2 separate regions of the Mustela erminea genome follow, and region 2 is linked to region 1. The links are chromatin contacts, called in public Hi-C maps. All regions are on one chromosome and are shown on one strand. The core of a region is the stretch at or near the end of the contact, and the rest is flanking DNA. Distances in the headings are between cores, read along the strand shown. Region 1 holds the start of RAB7A (ras-related protein Rab-7a). Region 2 holds the start of SEC61A1 (protein transport protein Sec61 subunit alpha).

Region 1 (5,417 bases), core at 1,170-3,669:
ACCATGAGAATGAGAGTTTGACATTTTTATAGAATTACCCTGGCTGCTGTGTTAAGAAATGGTAAGAAGTGATGTGGGAGCAGGAAACCAAGATTTTTTGCAGTACTCTAGGGGAGAAATGATGGAGGTTGAGACCAGGTGGTAATGGCAGAGATAGTAAGAAGTATCCATGTTCTGAATATCTTTTGAAGGCTGTAGATGAGGGGCACAAGACAGAAGGAAGTTAAATTCATTTTCCAGAACTGCTGTAACACATCACCACAAGCTTGGTGGCTTCAAACAACAGAAATGTATTCTCTCTTAGACCTCAAATAGAAAACTCAAAATCAACCACCCGCCCCCTTTTTTGGTCCTTTTCAGCTTCTGGGGTCTGTCAGTATTCTTTGGTTTGTGGCTATTCACTCAAATCTCTGACTCCATCTTCACAGGGATTTCTTTTCTGTGTGTGTATCTTTTAAGGACACTTGTCACTGAATAGTGACACTTGTCACGCACCTGAATAGTCCAGGATGCTCTCATCTCAAGATCCTTAATCACATTTGCAAATGCCCTTTTTCTGAATCAGGTCACATCCACAAGTTCCAGGATTTAGGCTTATCTTTTTACCCGTCACTATTCAATCTGCTACCAGAGACAAGAATGGTTCCAAAGTTTTCTGGAGTGAGCAACTGAAAGAATGAAGTTTTCATGAACCAAGACAGGAAAAGACTATGAGAAGAGTATGTTGAAGACGGAGATAAAGTTCTGAGTTGATCTTAATGTGTTTGGATGGGGCAGGTCTTTGATAGGGTGTCCCACCCTCTTAAGAGCTCTATAGTGTACAGTTTTTATTGCCTCATCTTTGATTCTAAGCTCAGGGAGTCTTGAGCTCTTGTCACCAGCTAAACTCCAAAGCCTGACCTTTACTGCCTACCCGCTTGTTGTACTCATTGTCCCACATTTTCCCTTAGACTCTTCTTTCCAGCTTATCTTCCCCCCCACCATTATCTTTTAACTCAGGCAAAAGACCTGAGGGGCGTAACATTCCCTGATGGAAACCCAAATACCCCTCAGTCAGGGTACCTGGGTGGCTCAGTTAAGCGTCTGCCTTCAGCTCAGGGTCCTGGGATCAAGCCACATCTGGCTCTCCACTCAACAGGGAGCCTGCTTCTCCTTCTCCCTCTGCCTGCCACTCTGCCTACTTGTGTGCACTCTCTCTCCCTTTGTCAAATAAATACAATCTTTAAAAAACAAACAAACAAACAAACAAACAAACAAACGGCAATAATAACTGCCCAGACCACCCGGACCAGTTTGAACTTATCCCCCTACTCACGGGTATGCAGATGGACCATGGAGTGGTAAAATGAGGTAAGACTTACCCTTACCTCATTTTAATAGTAAAGTCTCCACCCAAGGAGGAGCACAAGCCTTCATATACATAACATACCGTGTATGTATAGGCATGTTTCCTTAAGGCACATGCACCTCCTTTTGCCTGCCTCTAACATAAGATGACAAGGCTCCCCTATCTAAATAGTCATCCTAACCCTAAATAAAAGGAATCCATTCCCCTTTGCTCTAGGAGCCACGGATTTGTAAGTTATTCCCCAGCGATCTCCTTATTTGCTGCAAATAAGTTTACTTTGTGAGACAACTCCACCTGGTGCATCTGTGACTCGCTAAGGAGGAACCTCATGTTAGTTAAATTAGCTGGTTTTCCATTTACTTAGACCAGACCAACGTCTCATTCACCTCCACGTCTCCGTCACTCTGTTACACAACTAGTACATTTTCAGTCGACTAGATCATGCACATTGACATCCAACCTCCTTCACATCTCATCCTACCACTGTGGGAGCAAAGTCAAATCCACTTGTAGAAATAATCTTTCCTTAAGTGATTAAGGACAAACGGAGATGTTCCAAAGGTGTACTACCGGGACCTGGTAGGGGCTCAGCAAATATGGGTACTCTTCCTCAACCCAATGTAAGTTTGTCAAATAACCGCTCTTTTATCTCCCACCGCTTAGAGACCTCCCCCTGAGAAAGTCTCTGCCTAGAGTATGCAAGCTTCCTTGATTCTGAAGAGCTCAAGACACACAGTAGGACTACTTAGTTGACTGATCGGTGCCTTCTGCAGAGGGACAGTACTGTAAGAGCCAGTTTGCTCTCGTCCTCTCTTCCCCGGCATTCATTATTCTGGGGGAACGCGGGAGTGGGAGGGAAAGGCGAGACAGCTGAGACGGCTGAGACATCCGTGTGCGGATTCAACATGGCGCCGTTCTTCTCATTGTACGAGCCTCAAAGATGGCAACAACCAATTGGGGGCAGACATGTTTGTGCCACGTGATCCAGGCTCAGCCCAAAAGCGGCCGGAACGTGACGCAAGATTGAGGCGGGGCTCTTCCCCCGCACTCTTGGCGTCGAGAGTCTCGTGACAAGTACTTCCGCTCGGGGCGGCGGCGGTGGCGGAAGTGGGAGCGGAGCCGGAGTCTTGGCCATAAAGCCCAAGGCGGCGGCAGCGGCGGCGTTGAAGGTTTGTGGAGTGCCGAGGTGTCCGCTGGAACCGGAACTTGGACTTCTCTTCAGCCCCTGTGCTCCCTTGTACTTCCTCCTCGGCGGGAGCCCTAGCGACGCGCCCGGCCCGGAGCCCCAAGCGGAGCGGCCGCGGTAAGCAGCGGGCCCAGCCTGGCGGGTGGCCTGGCCCCATCCCCCTCAGTTTCTCGGTCGCCCGGCCCTCGCGTCGTCCCTATCTCGGGCAAGCTCTAGGCCCAGCGAGGCCTCGCGGGGAAATCCTGCGTCGCTCAAGGCCCAAGAGCAGGCCCGGACCGCACCCGGCCGTGGGGGAGGTCAGAGGTCTTCGGGTGTGACCTCTGGCCGTGTTGCCGACCGCAGACTGGCGGTCCGGGACGCCTCGTTTGCTGGTAGCGTCAAGAACCAAGCCGGAGGGTCTTCTGATCTGGGTGGCCTCTGGACACTGGGGGCCTGCGCCGCTGCGGGACGCGCTATTGGGCTGAATCCCTTGGAGCAGCGAGCGGGAGTTTGTCGGAGTCGACCCCGCCCGCTGCCTTGCCTGGGGACGCTAGCCCGGGCGCCCCGGATCGCGCGGGCCTTGCTAACAGGCGCCCAGGGCTGAGCCACGTTCCCATCTGTATCTTCAGTGAACAGCCTGACCCTGTTAGTGAGAGAGGTTCTCCGAAGGCAACTGAGTCAAGGCAGTGAGTCAGGTCACGTGCATTGGGCTCGCCCCAAGCACTTGTATACATGTGAGACGCCTCTGGCTCCGGGAGACAGGGAGCTTTTTGTCTTAAGTCTGTTGTGGTAGATCCCGAAGGAAGTTTTCAAACTTACTGGGGGAAAGATGGGGTTTGGTCTCCACCGCGTTGAGGGACTTCTTACTGCCTTAAAGCTTGATGTCAAGTGTTTCTTTCGTAAGAGTGGAAAATTGAGAAGAATAGTAGCAAACATTTGAGCGCTGGTTGTGGTCTCGGCAGCGTGGCAAGACCACTGCAAGGATTTTTACGTTTAAGGCTCAGAACAGCCTTTGAAGTACCATTATTGTTAAAGAACGGAGAGCTTAAGTTGTTTGGCCAAGGTCACACAGATAAGTAAGTTAAGTAGCGAAGGTTCAAGCTGAGGCAGTCAGATTCCGGAGTACTGTACTCGACTGGTCTCTGGGTTGCACTGCTTTCCGATGCTCCTGAAGTTGTGATCTGTCTTTTGCCACCCAGTGTCTTCCTTCTGTGCCTCCTTTGTTTCTAGTGATCCTATTTGAAATGCTCTGCTTTTACCTTACAGCCACCTTAGTTCTACCTTAAAATCATGAGGTATTCCATTTGCGGTTGTGACTTTTAACATAGGTTTTTTTGTAGTGTAGTGCTAATATTAGATGCTCTACAGTTTTAGCGAAGTGCTTGAATGAGGTCTGAAAAATGTTGTTACGTAAATGTTTTGTCAAACGAATTATGCCTGCCAATCCTGCCATGTGAACCTTTCTTAAAACCTTAGTACATGAGTATCTGGCCAGTTAGTTCTTTCCTGTTGAAAATACTCTGTCTTCTTTTGGATTCCAAAAGAACAGGCTCTTGTCTCTTCCTTGTGACTTAAGCAGCTGATTAGCCGCATGACTTCTCATCTATGGATTAATAGAGTCTCCTATTAGTGTGTTTCTCTTCAGACTTGGGAGAGTTTGCTCAGATTTGAGTCTAAGAACTGGAAGGTGAGTTGTGAGTACTTCTGAAGATACCATCCAGGCTTAAGCTTAGTCCTCCCAACCCTGTTGTATTCTAATTTCTTTTTTTTTTTTTTTAAACTGTTCTACCTAAACTGATATATTTAAGTGAGTAAATAGTATGGTAGTCTTACATGATGTTTGAATTTAGAGAGGAGAGTAATGATGAGCACCTTTTCATTCATTGAGATGTTTTGAACATCTACCATTTCTTAGACATTACTGCTTATTGAGTCAGGGACGTAGGTGTGGTTATTGTCCTAAAGGAATTTAAAAATGGTGTGTGATCGCAGCCAGAATTCTGTTGTGGAATGGCTTGGTGGAAGAACCTGACTGAGGCTTTTGGAAAGAGGAGTTGTTTCTCATCTCAGCAAGTGAATCCATAGTAGGCAGTCTTGTAGAACACCAGACTCTTGAAGCCAACTTGAAGGCTTTGTTAATTTAACAGCATTTGTATGGTTTGCTCTGGAGAGTATGGAAGATAATGTTACAGTTTCAAATTGATCTTGTCTTTGGAAGAGAAACCTTCAACACTAGTTTATCCTTTTGCTCTAGTGGTGTTTTGTTGTTCACTTGAGGGAGTTCATGTCATTGCCATTTGACACTGCAAATGTTTGCTGCTATTACGGTGTTGTTTGAGCAAAGGCACATTTGGCATGCTGGATTTTTTTTTCCTTCAGCTGATGGAGAAAGTTTAATATAGTGCCCACCAGTTATAATGCCAGTATTTTACTAAATAAAGCCCTGTGCTGCTGCATCTTGTGCAACTGCTCTGGCTCCCCTTTAAAAGGAGATGAGTTTTGTGTTCGTGGTAGAAGTGCATGAGTAAACAAATGGCAGGGTGGAATGTAGGAGAAAGCACTCTAAAAATAGTTGTGTAGTCTCTCTCTCCAGGTAATTGTTAACAATCACTTGGGCATTTATTTGCTTGTTTTGTTTGTGCCAACCAGGCCTAAGCCCCCAAATCCCATAATCAAAGAACATTGTTTTATAGTAAAATATGGCTTTGAATCTGATTCCAGACCCCACCACCAAGTGAAGCGGAAGGTTTTGGTTATTTGATTAGCTTCTAATCTCCAAAGAGAATTGTACTAATACCATTTCTACCCTTACATTTGGTATTAGCCTTTCTCTGCAAAGGGGTAGCAAACCGAGACCACACTCTTATGATAGTCTTCCTATGCACTGTTCCTTTCTGAAATTTG
Region 2 (4,670 bases), core at 329-2,828, 620 kb before region 1:
CCAATGGTACTAATATCCTAAAACTATCACCAGTAAGTTTATATTAAAATTTATATTAACTAATTGTAACACTTACCACAATTACTATAATACCCTTTAGTATTAGGTACTTCAATATTTTAACCATCAGTATGGTTCAGGATGCATACTGACTAAATCAGTTCTGGTCTGTCTGCTGGATTTATTTAGTCCAGGGGCTACAAGTTTAGCCTCTGATCAAAACGCCAGAAGAGATTATCAGTGGGTCCTCCATTTCAGAAGCAGCTCCACAAGCAGACTCCGTGGTCACTTTTTTTGTGCTGTGGATGAGTATCACATGATGTCACACCTGCACCATTTCACTAATTAAAGCTACCTGCCTGCCTCCCGTAGTCATTGTTAACTTCCCACCTCTGGGTTTGGGTCTCAGAAAAAGGCTCTCTGTCCTACCAAAATTTCTGAGGTAAAGATTTGCAAATCCTGGCTACACCCTAGAAATGGGAGGGAGGGGGCAAATAGAAAGAGCAATCCCCAAATTAATATTACCCGAGAAGTATCTTGCCACAACTGCACCTCCAACTTAGATCAGTCCAGGTCATGATTTAGTTCCCTGAAACCTTCCCTAATCCCCAGCCAGCATCACCCACCTCCTCTCCCTCTAAATGATCAACATGAAGTCTCTCTCGTCTGTTTTAGAGCACTCACCACATGCTACCTTGTAATTACACATGGCTCGAAAATAAATTCAATTCTCCATCTAGCATCCCCACCCATTGTCCCCCACGAACGTTAAATCATTGTTTCCCTTCACATAGCCTCTGCTGCAGCCAAACAGGGCATTTTCCCCCCATAGATCTCAGGCGGTCATACCGCCATGCCTTGCTCAAAAGGTTTCCTCAACCTGGTGCACCTTCCTCCCTCATTTCTCGTCGCCGGAATCTGTCGAGGTTGAGCACAAAATCAGCTCTCCTGGGAAGCCTGCCTGGATTCCCCAGCCTATTTCCTGAGCTGTCCCAGTTCTCTGATCCTATCTTCCAGGAATTCATCCCATTCGTCCTCAGATGGCAGGGACTCGGCAGGAGTCACTGCCGAGACCCCGTGCCCAGGGCAAGCCTCCGGATTTGCTGAATGACTCAATAAACGAGGGTGTTCCGTCGGCCTCACCAACCAGGCAACTACTAGGAGCCGGGCATTTCCGTCTGCGCTGGGACACTGGCTCCGGATCAAAGGAGCTTACGCTCTATTCACTAATTCAGAGTTATGAGTACTATGAAGGGCATAGAGGTGACCTGGGACACCGCCTTACTAGCAGGGCTTTGGGCGCAGCGGCCCGAAACAGCGGCCTCAGTTTCTCCACCAGACCGCAACGCCCGGCCTCTGGAGCCACGACACACCCTCCACCCGCGCGTTCCCGCTTGGCCAGGACTGCGCAGCCGCACACTCCCAATCCCGGCGTGCCCCGCGCCCCGCCCCGCCCCGGAGTCTCGCACGCTCTTCCCGGGAGGCCCAGGAGCCCCGCTGCATGCCGGGAGTTGTGGTCTCGGCGGCGACGGTGAGGGTCCGCGGCTGGCCCACAGCGCGTGGCAGGAAGCGGAAGCAGCCTGCGGCCCGCCCCCGGCTCCGCCCCGCGCCGCGCCGCGCCGCGCCGCTGCCGCGGTGCTAGCACTGACGTGTCTCTCGGCGGAGGTGCAGCGCTCGCGAGCGGGCTGGGCCGCGGACAGCCTCACTTCACTCGGAGTGGAGCGGAGTCGAAGGGGGGCCCGGAGCCCGAGCAGCCGCCGCCATGGCGAGTGAGTCCCTCAGGGCAGCCCCGGCAAGGCCAGGAAGGATCAAAATGCCCCTTCCCCTCACCCGTCCAGACGAGCGGCCACCCCCCAGGCCCGCCCAGCTCCCCTAGACCGTGGCCGGCGCCCCGGCCCTTCCTGGGGTGCCCGCGAGCCCCCGTGCGCGGTCTGCTCCTCTAGTCCCTGCTCCTGCTCACGGTGGGCGGAGGGCTTCCCCAAGGGAGCGGGGAAGGTTTTTACGTGCCCTAACTCTGCTTTTGTCTCTCCCATCAAAGTCAAATTTCTGGAAGTCATCAAGCCCTTCTGTGTCATCCTGCCGGAAATTCAAAAACCGGAGAGGAAGGTAAGTTCCCGAAATCGCCGTCCACCGAGGTTTCATGAACTGTCTGGGCGTCCGAAGTTTACAGTACAATTAAAATGGCTTCAGCACGCCAGCTGGGAACTCGGTTTCGCACCCCTTCCTCCTGGCGTGTAGCGGTGTGTACTCCTGAGCCTTGTCGGAAGGTGACCTGGTTGTGGGAATTTCCTCCGAAGTCATGGTGCTATATTTGGAGCATCTTTTGAGGATGTTACTCCAGCAAACAAAGCCTCCGGTTTGCTCGGTCCCAAAAGTGGAACTTGGAGATGAATGAGTAAGGCCCCAGAAGCCTCAGGATACTCGGATTGAGTTTCCTTTCCTTCTTCACCTCCAGCACGAGCGCTTCGTGGCTGGGTTTTCCCCCCCTCAGGAGGTTTTGGTATGCATGTGTTAAAAGGAGGTAAGAGCAGTCCCTTTATCCTGTGCGAATGAGTTAGGACTCTGATAGTCTCCATAAAAGGTACAGAGAAAAAGGGCGTTTTTGTGAACCCTGCTTTTTACAGCAGACGCATTAAAACATGAGAAGATAAAAATGTAGAACCTTTATCAGAATTCCCGCTCCTACCCAGCTACAGCCCAGGATAGCAAGTTTTGCCAATGCTGGTGTAGCAGTTAAACAGTGGGGAAGTTTTATTTAGATTCTTGCATTCAAGAGAATGAATAGTGAAAGATTTTTGCCTTTAGATTCTTTTAAGACTGTTGTTCATGCATTCACATACACATCTGTGTATTTAAGGTCAATATGGACACTTTCGTCTTGAAGTCTCCCCCTTTTTTTTTTTTAACTTGAAATCATTTTGTGTAAGTGTTCCACATACGTGCCCTTTTCAATGGGTAGAATACAAAGTTGTCCCTTCTACCCCAACTCCCTAGCATAGTAGAAAGGGCATGGCTCTGGAGGTAGACAAGCCTGGGACCCACCCTTCACAAACCTTTTAACAGCTGTCTGACCTTGGCCTTGTAACTAAGTGTGGTAGATGGAGCAGTGAAAATATGTGCAGGTTGTAGCAGTGGCTCGGGAGGGGATTAATTCTGGAAGATGTGGTTTCTGGTGGTTTTAATGGAAGAATAGAAGGGGTTTGTTTTGTTTTGTTTTGTTTTGAGGGGAGGGAAAGGAATTCCAGGTATAAAGAATATATGTGTGCAAAGCAGACAAGCAGGTGGGAGGGTGTTAGCTGTAGTTCCATATTTCTAGAACATAAAGGGTGATGGGGAGCAATGGAAGGGCCAGGTGATGAGAAAATGTTCTAGAAGTCGGTGGAAGATGAGAGTGGTTTCAAAGCTTTTGTAACACAGGGTATATGGGGTGGGCTTCCTGTCTCCCCGCTCCCAGTACTTTTTATTACATTGTTTTACCCTTAATTCATAGGAAATACACTGTCGAACTATCACCTATTGCAAATTAGTTAACCTACAGCATTACAAGATTTTATCAATATCAAAAGCTTTTTGATGAGAAGTGATTGTTGGCTGATTCAGCAGCTATTTCAAAGGTAAAGTAGACAGGACTGGGATAAAGAGCTTTTGAAGTTTTGCTGTTGAATTTGGCTGCATCCAGGAAAGGAGACTTGGTTATTAAGAAATGAGGAGTCTTATAAAAATCATCTACTCTTTTTTCCCATGAAGAATCCTTTCAACACAGGCCTGTTGTGTTCCTGGTTAGCTGGAAGTGGTGTTGCCTTCCCTTGGCCTCCTAATTTCTTGGTTTGGTGAGGTGACAGATGGGAAGGGGGAGCATTCTCAAGAGGAAGGAGTGTTCTGTGACTTCACCCCAGCTTCATGTGGGGTGTCAGACCCTAAGTGCCCGCCGCCTTTGTGTGGTGGTCTCCTTGGGGCCTGCCTAAAGTGGCAGTCATGAAAGAACTCAACTTCTGTTCTAACCAGAGAGCCAGACTCTGTCTTGGAGCTCATGTAGACTTGGGACTCCTCCTCCCGTCCAGTTAAAGAGTACTTTTTCAGAGCACAGTTCTATTCACTTCATGCTGTCGCTCACAAGATATTTTTCCATATCAAAATCCTCAGTCCACACAATAGTTAGTGTTTTTTTAAGCCCTTTAAACCCTTTCTTGCAGGATAGGCAGCAAGTACTAGGGAAGGCAGTCAGTTGAGGCAGAACACCTGGAAAAGCTGCCAGTTCTACTTGGTACCAGGGGGACCTTGGGCAGGGATTCTAAATTTTCCTGATGGTACTCACTCATCATCTATAAAATAATTCCCAGTAGTCACTTGGCCTACATGTGTACCCATGGAGATGTGAAAAGTCTTAAGTAGGTGCTGTTGGTAGGCACTGAGTAGGTTAAAGGTGTAACTCTCCCTGCCTCCCCCCTCCCAGTATTTTTTATTACCTTGTTTTATCCTTAATTCATAGCAAATACACTATCAAACTGTCACATATTGCAAATTAGTTAGCTACAGAATTGCAAGATTTTATCAGCTACAGAACCTTTTTGAATGATCACTATCTTTGGCTCCTTGTAAGGTCTGGTCTGTTTTAGGAATCCCTTGCTGTTGCAACATTGTTCCATCTGGGGTCTGATCCTAAACTGTTA

The links. Hi-C and Micro-C count contacts between places; a contact is called where the count stands out from the background.
Region 2: a Hi-C map of spleen shows a contact between it and region 1, with 10 times the contacts expected there. The contact joins the promoter of SEC61A1 here to the promoter of RAB7A in region 1. A contact is called at or near these places in 2 of 3 Hi-C or Micro-C datasets (skeletal muscle and spleen).

Annotation. Positions count from the first base shown.
Region 1 is chr1:57,808,489-57,813,905 of mMusErm1.Pri, reverse strand. It overlaps RAB7A (ras-related protein Rab-7a), which reads left to right and starts at 2,419. Exons shown (of 7, transcript XM_032335163.1): 1 at 2,419-2,651. It also overlaps the pseudogene LOC116589161.
Region 2 is chr1:58,425,628-58,430,297 of mMusErm1.Pri, reverse strand. It overlaps SEC61A1 (protein transport protein Sec61 subunit alpha), which reads left to right and starts at 1,578. Exons shown (of 12, transcript XM_032337804.1): 1 at 1,578-1,769; 2 at 2,039-2,106. The coding sequence starts at 1,763.